2 separate regions of the Zea mays genome follow, and region 1 is linked to region 2. A link is a contact called in public Hi-C data. All regions are on one chromosome and are shown on one strand. Each heading gives the region's core, a stretch centred on a gene start, on an enhancer-like site or on the middle of the called end of the contact. The rest is flanking DNA. Distances are from core to core; before and after follow the strand shown. Region 1 holds the start of LOC103650682 (ABC transporter B family member 20). Region 2 holds the start of LOC100273004.

Region 1 (4,054 bases), core at 298-2,797, 180 kb after region 2:
AAGTCACTTGAGAACAAGAATGAAAAAGAAGAAATGCAATCCAAGAAACAAGAGCACAAAAGAACACGAACACACTCTCTCACAAGTCACTAAATGTTTGAGTTAAACTCAAGGCTTGGAGAGGGTTTGATCTTTGGAAATCTGTCTTGAAGTGAATGCACTAGCTCTTGTATTGAATGTGATCTCTGAAAAACTTGGATGCCAAAGGTTGTGGTGGTTGGGGGTATTTATAGCCCTGAACCACCTTGGTAGCCGTTGGGGAGGCTGCTGGCGATGGGCGTACCGGACAGTCCGGTCCGCCACTGGACAGACACTGTTCCTTGTCCGGTGCGCCGCCACGTCACCCAACCGTTAGGGTTCAGAGCTGGTCGATCGTTAGAGGCTTTGTCCTCTTACGGCACCGGACAGTCCGGTGCCACACGGGACAGTCCGATGCCCCTATGACTCTGCTGCTCTGACTTCTGCGCGGTACTGCACTGTTCCTGCTATCAGAGTCGACCGTTGGCGCAGATAGTCGTTGCTCCGGTGGCTCACCGGACAGTCCGGTGGCACACCGGACAATCCAATGAATTATAGTGGAGCGCGTCCTGGAATTCCCGAGAGTGGCTTGTTGACATCTGTACGGTCCTGGTGCACCGGACACTGTCCGGTGGGCCAAACTTTAGCACACTCAATTCCTTTTGCTTCTTTCAAATTGAGTCCCTAACAACCTTTTATATTGGTTTGTGTTGAACCTTATGCACCTGTAATACATGAATTCTAGATAAAATAGTTAGTCCACGTGTTTGTGTTGATCATCAACCACAAAAATTAATTATAGAAAAGGTGCGACAAAAACTAAATTTGTCCTTAAATCCAGGTGGGACAAAAACTAAATTTGAAGCTGTAGTTAGTAATATATGTTTATCATTTTGCTAATATATGTTTAGAAAAACTAAGTTAGTATAATTTAAAAATATTTAATAATCTAAGAATAAAAAAATGTTAGAGACTAGCTTGTTTTCCCCTAATATATGTTTAGCATTTTGCTAAATCTAAATTTAAAGAATCTTTTTTTAGAAACTAATGAAGATGCTCTAAAAGCTATTTTGAATGTAAGGGGAGTCAAACCAAGAAGAAAAAAATCTTATAAATAACTAAATGTTTTATTTCGTGCTAGAATTTGTGTCTAAACCCGTTTTTAGGTACTGTTTGGTTGAAGAGCCAAGTAGAATGGAGCCGTTCTGTCCCAGTTTTGTTGTTGTTTGGTTACAAAGTAACTAGAACGGAATGGCTCCAATTAGGGAATATTCTCCTCAGATCCGGAACCATTCCACTCCAAAAAATCAACCGAACGGAGCCGCTCCGTTCCCATCCCGCTCTCACAGTCACGCTCCGTTCCGTTCACTCTGAAACCAAACAAAAAACAGAGTCGTTCCGTTCCAGATTACCAAACACAGAACAGAGCGGCTCCGTTCCTAGAATCTGGGATGGAACGGCTCCGTTATACTTGGCTCCTCAACCAAACACTACCTTAGTCGACGCTAGTTCGAATTATTTCGTGCTGTACGTGATTTGGTCTACAGTTTTTAAACCTAGCGCTGACAAAAAAAAAAAAACCGAACCAGCCAACACCAGCGATCGCCACCGTCCCGCCGGCAGCGTCCGACCTGATCGATCCACGGCCGCCGCCAACGCTCATCCGTCCCCCGAGCGATCCGGCGGCCGCGCGGTGTGTCGTCGCATCCCCAGAGCTCCCTTGGTGACCCACCCATCCGGCCACCTCCACTGAACTCAACACCGCAACTGCTTCTCTGCCTCCCTCCTTCCTTCCCGGACCCAGTCTCCCAGTCGCGTCGCATGCTATTCAAATCTCTCACCCTCGCCGCAAACGCAGTCCACTGACTTCTAAGCAACCCTAGCTAGCTCTGCTCCGGCCGGCGCCCATGGTCTCGCGGGGACTCTTCGGCTGGTCCCCGCCCCACGTCCAGCCGCTCACGCCGGTCTCCGAGACCTCCGAGCCGCCCGAGTCGCCCTCCCCCTACGCCGCCGACCTCGGCCTCGGAGGGGACGGCGCTCCGCCGCCTGACGACGATGCCCAACCGCCCCTAGACGATGCCGACGACGACCCGGACCCGCCGCCCGCCGCTGTCCCCTTCAAGCGCCTCTTCGCCTGCGCCGACCGCCTCGACTGGGCGCTCATGGTCGCCGGCAGCCTCGCAGCCGCTGCACACGGAGTCGCGCTCGTCGTCTACCTCCACCTCTTCGGCAAAGCCATCAACTCGCTTCATGCCCATGGGCGGCATACCCACGACCTCTTCCACGATATCAACCAGGCAATTGCATATGCGCTCTTCATTCCTCTTCTTACCCACCCTGTTAGCTACTTATACCTGAGAACAACATAAACAACGTTTTTTCTACCTCCTAATCGTTCCTTCTTCTTTGAGCTGTTCCCTAATAGCAGTTGTTTCCTCTGCAGCACGCTTTGTACTTCCTCTATATAGCCATTGGCGTTTTCTTTGCCGCATGGATAGGTAAGACGAGTTTATACATGTTTGGTTGTCGCATGATATGTTAACAAGAGTGGAAGTAAATCTACCAAATCTCTCACATCTACAGAGGTTTCGTGCTGGATTTTGACCGGGGAAAGACAGACGGCAGTGATTAGATCAAAGTATGTTCAAGTCCTCTTAAACCAGGACATGAGTTTCTTTGATACATACGGCAACAACGGTGATATTGTCAGTCAAGTACTGAGTGATGTCTTGCTCATTCAGTCAGCTCTGAGTGAGAAAGTTAGTTCTTGTGCCAAACCTTCCATGCTCATTTGTGTCTGTCACATATATATGGTTACTGAGTGATTTGTCGTTTTTAGGTTGGAAACTACATTCACAACATGGCTACATTTTTCGGTGGTCTTGTCATTGGTCTGGTCAACTGTTGGCAAATAGCTTTATTGACATTAGCAACTGGGCCCTTCATCGTTGCTGCAGGAGGAATATCAAATATATTTCTCCATAGGCTTGCAGAAAATATTCAGGATGCTTATGGTGACGCAGCAAGCATTGCTGAACAGGTGTGTGGCATACTGATTTTGCAATTTGAGTACCTTTTCTTTCTTTTGACTTCCTCAAAACAAACAATATTTACACAATCAAGCTTGAAACTCTGAATGGTAATTTCACAGGAAAAATGTTTTCAATGCTGGGTCATTAAACAAGGATAAACTATTAAGATGGATTGAAAATATTTCTCAAAACTGTCATTATTTTTCAATGAAGAGCATGTTTGGACTGAAGATATTTCTTTCTGCTATCTACATTTTCTCCATGATACTAGTTATGGTTGTGACACAATATTGGCAAGTTAAAATTTATTTTTAAAAAGCAAGCTTTATTCAGTTAACATGATGTTGCACAATCAGGTTCGAAGATTGGACAAAATGAAGATTTTATCTAATGTCTATTATTAAATCATCCACCAAACTGCACCTATATGTATGGTCGCATAATAAGACTCAAGGATCTGTTGAACTTGCTTGTAGGGGTGCATCATTAGGCTAGGTTTCTCACAAGATTGCCTCTTGAATTTTGAAAGCGCCACAAGACAAGGGTAACAGAAACAAATAAGCACACGCCCGCCCGCACACGCACACACACACACAGAGATGTATATAGGATAATGTCTGCATGGAGCACCTAGGCCTTGAAAACTGCAGAGTGCAGACTTGTTTTAAGTCAGGCAACGACTTGGTGCATTATTTTAGCTAGGAAAATCCACTGTTTCTGTTCTACTGGTTTACTGGAAGCTCAAAAATAAACTAAGCATCAATGCTTATTTTGCAGGCAATCTTGTACATTAGGACCTTGTATTCCTTCACAAATGAGACCCTTGCAAAATATTCTTATGCTACTTCACTTCAAGCAACACTGCGCTATGGAATCCTTATAAGTTTGGTGCAAGGTCTTGGTCTTGGATTTACATATGGCCTTGCCATATGTTCTTGTGCCTTACAACTTTGGGTTGGGAGGTTCCTGATCTCTCATGGAAGAGCTAATGGTGGTGAAGTTGT
Region 2 (4,531 bases), core at 988-3,487:
ATTTATTTGCCCATCAAAACTTCCACAAGCCAACAAATTTCCATCTGAACTGAAAGCCACTGTGCCGACAGTATCCTTATGTCCTGTATTAAGAACAGTTATTCTGTAAGTTTCCTGACTTCTGAGTTTGCAAGTCAACAACATGGGAAAATAGTAAAATACTACATGAGCAGAGGCTAACTAATAGCAGATGTAAAATGCAGGAAAAGCATAGAAATTAGCTAGTGAATTACATCCATGAAGAAGATCTAGATGACATGAAATTCGAGCACAATACCAAATATGGAAAATCATACATGATACATGTACCATCACTATATACATGACAAGAACAAAGTTCATATCATGTAATGTTCTGGATATAAACAATAATGAGTGAAGAGAACAAAAAATACATGAATTCAAACAAATCAAGAGCGGGCGGGTGTATTTCACATACAAAACAAATAAAAGCATGAAGATCTCAGAGCTAGTAAAGAGATATTTCGATAATAATTGCCATCTAACAAAAAAAAACAAAGAGAATTATACCAGTCAGCTCCAGGGCACCCTCTTCTGATCCAATCCTCCACAGGAATCCCCTATCATCTTTGCCTCCAGAAGCCACAAGTGATGAATCTGTAGGACTGCAGGCGACAATGAAGACTTCATCTGTACCGAGAAAAATGTTAGGAACAATAAAAGGAGTATTAGCATAGTTATCGAAGAAAGGCGCTAAGATGTGTAGGATACTAGCGTTAGGGTAGGAAACATGGGCTTAGCTATCCAAATTTTCCACGGAGCCCTAAAAATGTGGTTATAAATTGAAAATCGTTGCACCATATTGCATGTAAATATCGGCACCAAAAAAGCATTGCAAGCTTCATTTTTCTTGTGTACCAACTTGCCTTGGTGGCCTTGAAATGCGTATGTAGAATCATCGATGTCTTCGGAATCAACTGGAAACGAAATAGCCATTAGATTGGATAATGAAGCATCACTGAATGACTTAGAATGTACATCATGAAACATCAATTGAAGGTTTCTAAATTAAAATTTCAGAAGGACAAGAAACAACATTTTGTGGAATGCCAATGGAACTAGTAGCAATAAAATAACTTAGTATGTAACACAAAGGAAGCTAACTGTGCTAGTTAACGAGACATAGATACAGAATTAGCCAGTTGCACTGTCTGATCGTAATTCATTCTGATGCATCATTGCAGGGCGAAGCTAGGTTACTCCAAGTGGATGCAAATGCAAACCCCCCACCCCCACACACGAGCGCACAGAGAAAATGCCAAATTCTATAGATTTAGTTAAGATTTCACAAATCCTATAGATTTAGTTAAGATTTCAACATATATGCACTCCTAGAAAAAAATCTTATGTACCCACAAAGCCAAATGCATCCTCGTCAATTTTGTTCCAGCTTCGCCACTGCATCATTGGAAGTCTAGAACAGCCAAGCTAGGAGGCACGTGTCAAACGAATAAGTGATACAAGAACATTAGATAACACTAGAATATACAAATCATTCCACACTATGTCAGAACAAAAAATATATCAATCTCCTCAAGAACTATCTGGGAGGCTAACTGGCGAATAAATGGAAAAAACAGATAAAGAAACACTCGCATAGACTGAAAGCTGCAGCTCCAAGCAAAATCCACCCCTACCCATCCCGTTGACGACGTCGTCATCTTCGTCGTCGCGGTCGGGGAGATCTGAAGGTAAGGCAAGCACGAATAAGCCGCTGTAGCGATGGAAGGTAGGTAGAAGGGAGACTATGCACGGTTGATCAACCTTCTTCGTCGATGGTTATCTCGTGGATGATGTCCTCCTCGTTGATGAAGACCTCCTCCTCACCGTCAGATCCTTCGCCGGGAAGCTCTTCTGAGATACTCATCGCCGCCGCCGTTGTTTGGGGACAAGTGCGTGTGCTGGTGTGCAGAACCACAGAAGCCACAAGGGCAGGCAGGGCGGTCGCTGGAGGCAGATCTTCTGGCTGCAGGCGGATGTAGGCAGCAGGGGCGGGGCCGACCGGCCGGGGCGGCTGCCAGCCGAGCGCTAGGCGCTGCGGCGCAGTCTGTGAGAGGAGAGCCGAGCCACCCTGGCTCTGGCTGTGGCCGCTTTCTTCGGGGAGTTGGGGTCCTCGTTCGGCTCACCGGATCGGAGAGGAGCCCCCGCGCCGGACTGCCGGAGGGCGGGGTCGCTGGGAGCCTGGGACGGGGCGACTCGCGAAGTCGCGACGGGGCGAGGGACGCGGGCGCTCGAGACTGAGAAAATTGGATTTTATTTTCCGGACCCAAAACAATATGCTTCTCACTTTTAGATCAACTTTAAAATGCTAGAATTTCAGAGAAATCATATAGCATATAAATCAGTTCATTTTTATATGAACTTGCGTTCCAAAATAAATTCTTGCCAGTTATTATAATGTTGATTTCGTAAATTAGAATTCAAAACATACTTAGGTCCCGATAGACCCTTAGAATTGAATTTTATTTTAATAATAATAATTTAGACATATAGATCAATTAAGTTAATCTATACTATACTTAAAGCACCAGTTTTAACGGTCGTCCCGCGTTATCTTTTTACAAATAATCTGTCACAGCTATTTCAAATTAATCTGTTACATGCCTATAGATGGTCAAACGGCGGCCCGGTATGGGCCAGACGCCCGCGGGCCACAACTCTGGCCCAGGCACGTCATGCCCGTCCGCTGACTGTGCCGGACCAGCCCGTTAACCAGTGGGCCCATTTGATTAAATCATCGTAAAATGTTGAAAAACGGTGCAGTAGGTCGGGTCAAACGCCCGCGGGCCACAACTCTGTCGGCCCATTTGATTAAATCATCGTAAAATATTGAAAAACGGTGTAGTAGGTCGGGTCAAACGCCCGCGGGCCACAACTCTGGCCCAGACACGTCATGTCGCCTGCTGACTGTGTCGGACCAGCCCATCGGCCCATCTAAAGTCTTAAAAGCCGCTCTGGTTTGGAGGCCTGTCCGCATTTCACGCGCACCAGATCGGCCCCACGTGACAGTCGCGTGAGCTTCCTACGCACGTGTCTTAGCGTCTCGCCTCCCCTCCCCTATCCGTCGCTGTGTCAGCTCCCCGCGCAAGAAGCTCGCATCCGTCGCTGTGCGTGGGCGTGGCCACATGCGGCCGGCTCTCCGGGAGAGGCGCTGGCATCTGGCAGGCGGGCCCCGCATCCGCTCCAACCCGGTCGTGCTCCGCCCACGTCGGACTTCGTTCTTATCAGCAGGTTGGCTTGCCGCGGCCAGCTTCGCCTCGGAGGCGCTCTGCCGCTGATATGCTAGGCCTGGTTACGCGCGGACCCACACGCAGCTACTGCGGGAGAGGTCGTAGGCTGGTGTGTTCCCCTCGTCGAATTCGACGCCGCACGGATCCACGGCGTCTCCAGCCTTCTGCGCTGTCGCGGCATGGGCACCGAGCCTCCGACGCTGTTCTCTGGTCCGCGACAACAGAGGAAGTACCTCGTCTCACTTTATTACATGCCTCCCTCTGTGCTCTCCCTCCCCTCTTGGCATTTTTAGATCCTTACTGTCTGAGTCCTTCGCTTTGCTGCTCAGACCGTTCGTGCCCTAGATCTTGCCAAGGCCTCCTTGGGTGTGCGCGTTATCTGTTGTTTTACTCAAACCTTTGCTCTACAAAGGGGTCAACTAAATCTGTGTTACAATTGTACTTAGTTTCTTCCTCGGTCATGTTAACTGTTATAGGCTAACCTCTTTTTCCTTTGATTTTGGTTCTTCTTCTCAAGTATCGGACATCCCAGAGAGGAGCCCACCATGGGATAGATCTCATAGTGTGACTGGTTGTCTGGATGCGAGTTGGTATACTTCAAAGGGGACGTGGACCTGAGACCTTCAATAGAGATCACATTGCAGCGTTTGGTATACATGCAAATTAATTTTTATTTTACCCTTTTAATTTATGGTTTCCAATTTATGATGAGACAAGTTGAATCATATTAATTCTTGATCGTACATTTTCAGAATATGAAATTACTCCACTATAAATAGGTGTCATTAAATTTTAGTTTGCATAGCTTCAATTCTTTAAAATTGGGAACCCACTTGACTCCCCTGCAAGCTTCAGTCCTTTCATTTCTTTCATTGCTTGCTGCTTGCTGCTCTTGCTATTTATAGTGTGAACAAGGCTATTTGTTGCTGCCTCATTGCCTGGTGATGCTTCTTGCTGCTTTTGCTATTTATATTGTGAATAGGGCTGCTTGTTGTTGCTGCTTCTGCAATTCTCCTGACACAGTGGTGCTAGACTGCTGGTCGTGTACTCGTGTGCGTGGGTGAGGCAGAGAAGCAACCTTCTGCTTCCTGCTGTTGCTTGCTTCTGCAGCTATGCTTGCTACTGCTGCTTCTATTTGCTTCTGATGACGGTGTGTTTTTCACTTGATTACCTATGGTACAAGCTCTATACAACAAACCTAACAAACTGTATTTTTCCTCGTGCTGCAAGTCGTCAAAATACCGAAGGTTAACAGGCAGATTATGGACAGTATAATGGAA

The links. A called contact is a pair of places that touch in the nucleus more often than the background predicts.
Region 1: a Hi-C map of tassel shows a contact between it and region 2, with 2.6 times the contacts expected there. The contact joins the promoter of LOC103650682 here to the promoter of LOC100273004 in region 2. A contact is called at or near these places in 7 of 25 Hi-C or Micro-C datasets (bundle sheath, ear, endosperm and 2 more).

The regions. Positions count from the first base shown.
Region 1 is chr3:145,804,515-145,808,568 of Zm-B73-REFERENCE-NAM-5.0, forward strand. LOC103650682 (ABC transporter B family member 20) reads left to right here and starts at 1,548. Exons shown (of 11, transcript XM_020550329.2): 1 at 1,548-2,315; 2 at 2,462-2,516; 3 at 2,602-2,777; 4 at 2,858-3,058; 5 at 3,828-4,054. The coding sequence starts at 1,926.
Region 2 is chr3:145,620,389-145,624,919 of Zm-B73-REFERENCE-NAM-5.0, forward strand. It overlaps LOC100273004, which reads right to left and starts at 2,238. Exons shown (of 11, transcript NM_001147454.1): 1 at 1,786-2,238; 2 at 1,659-1,706; 3 at 888-938; 4 at 532-651; 5 at 1-83. The coding sequence starts at 1,888.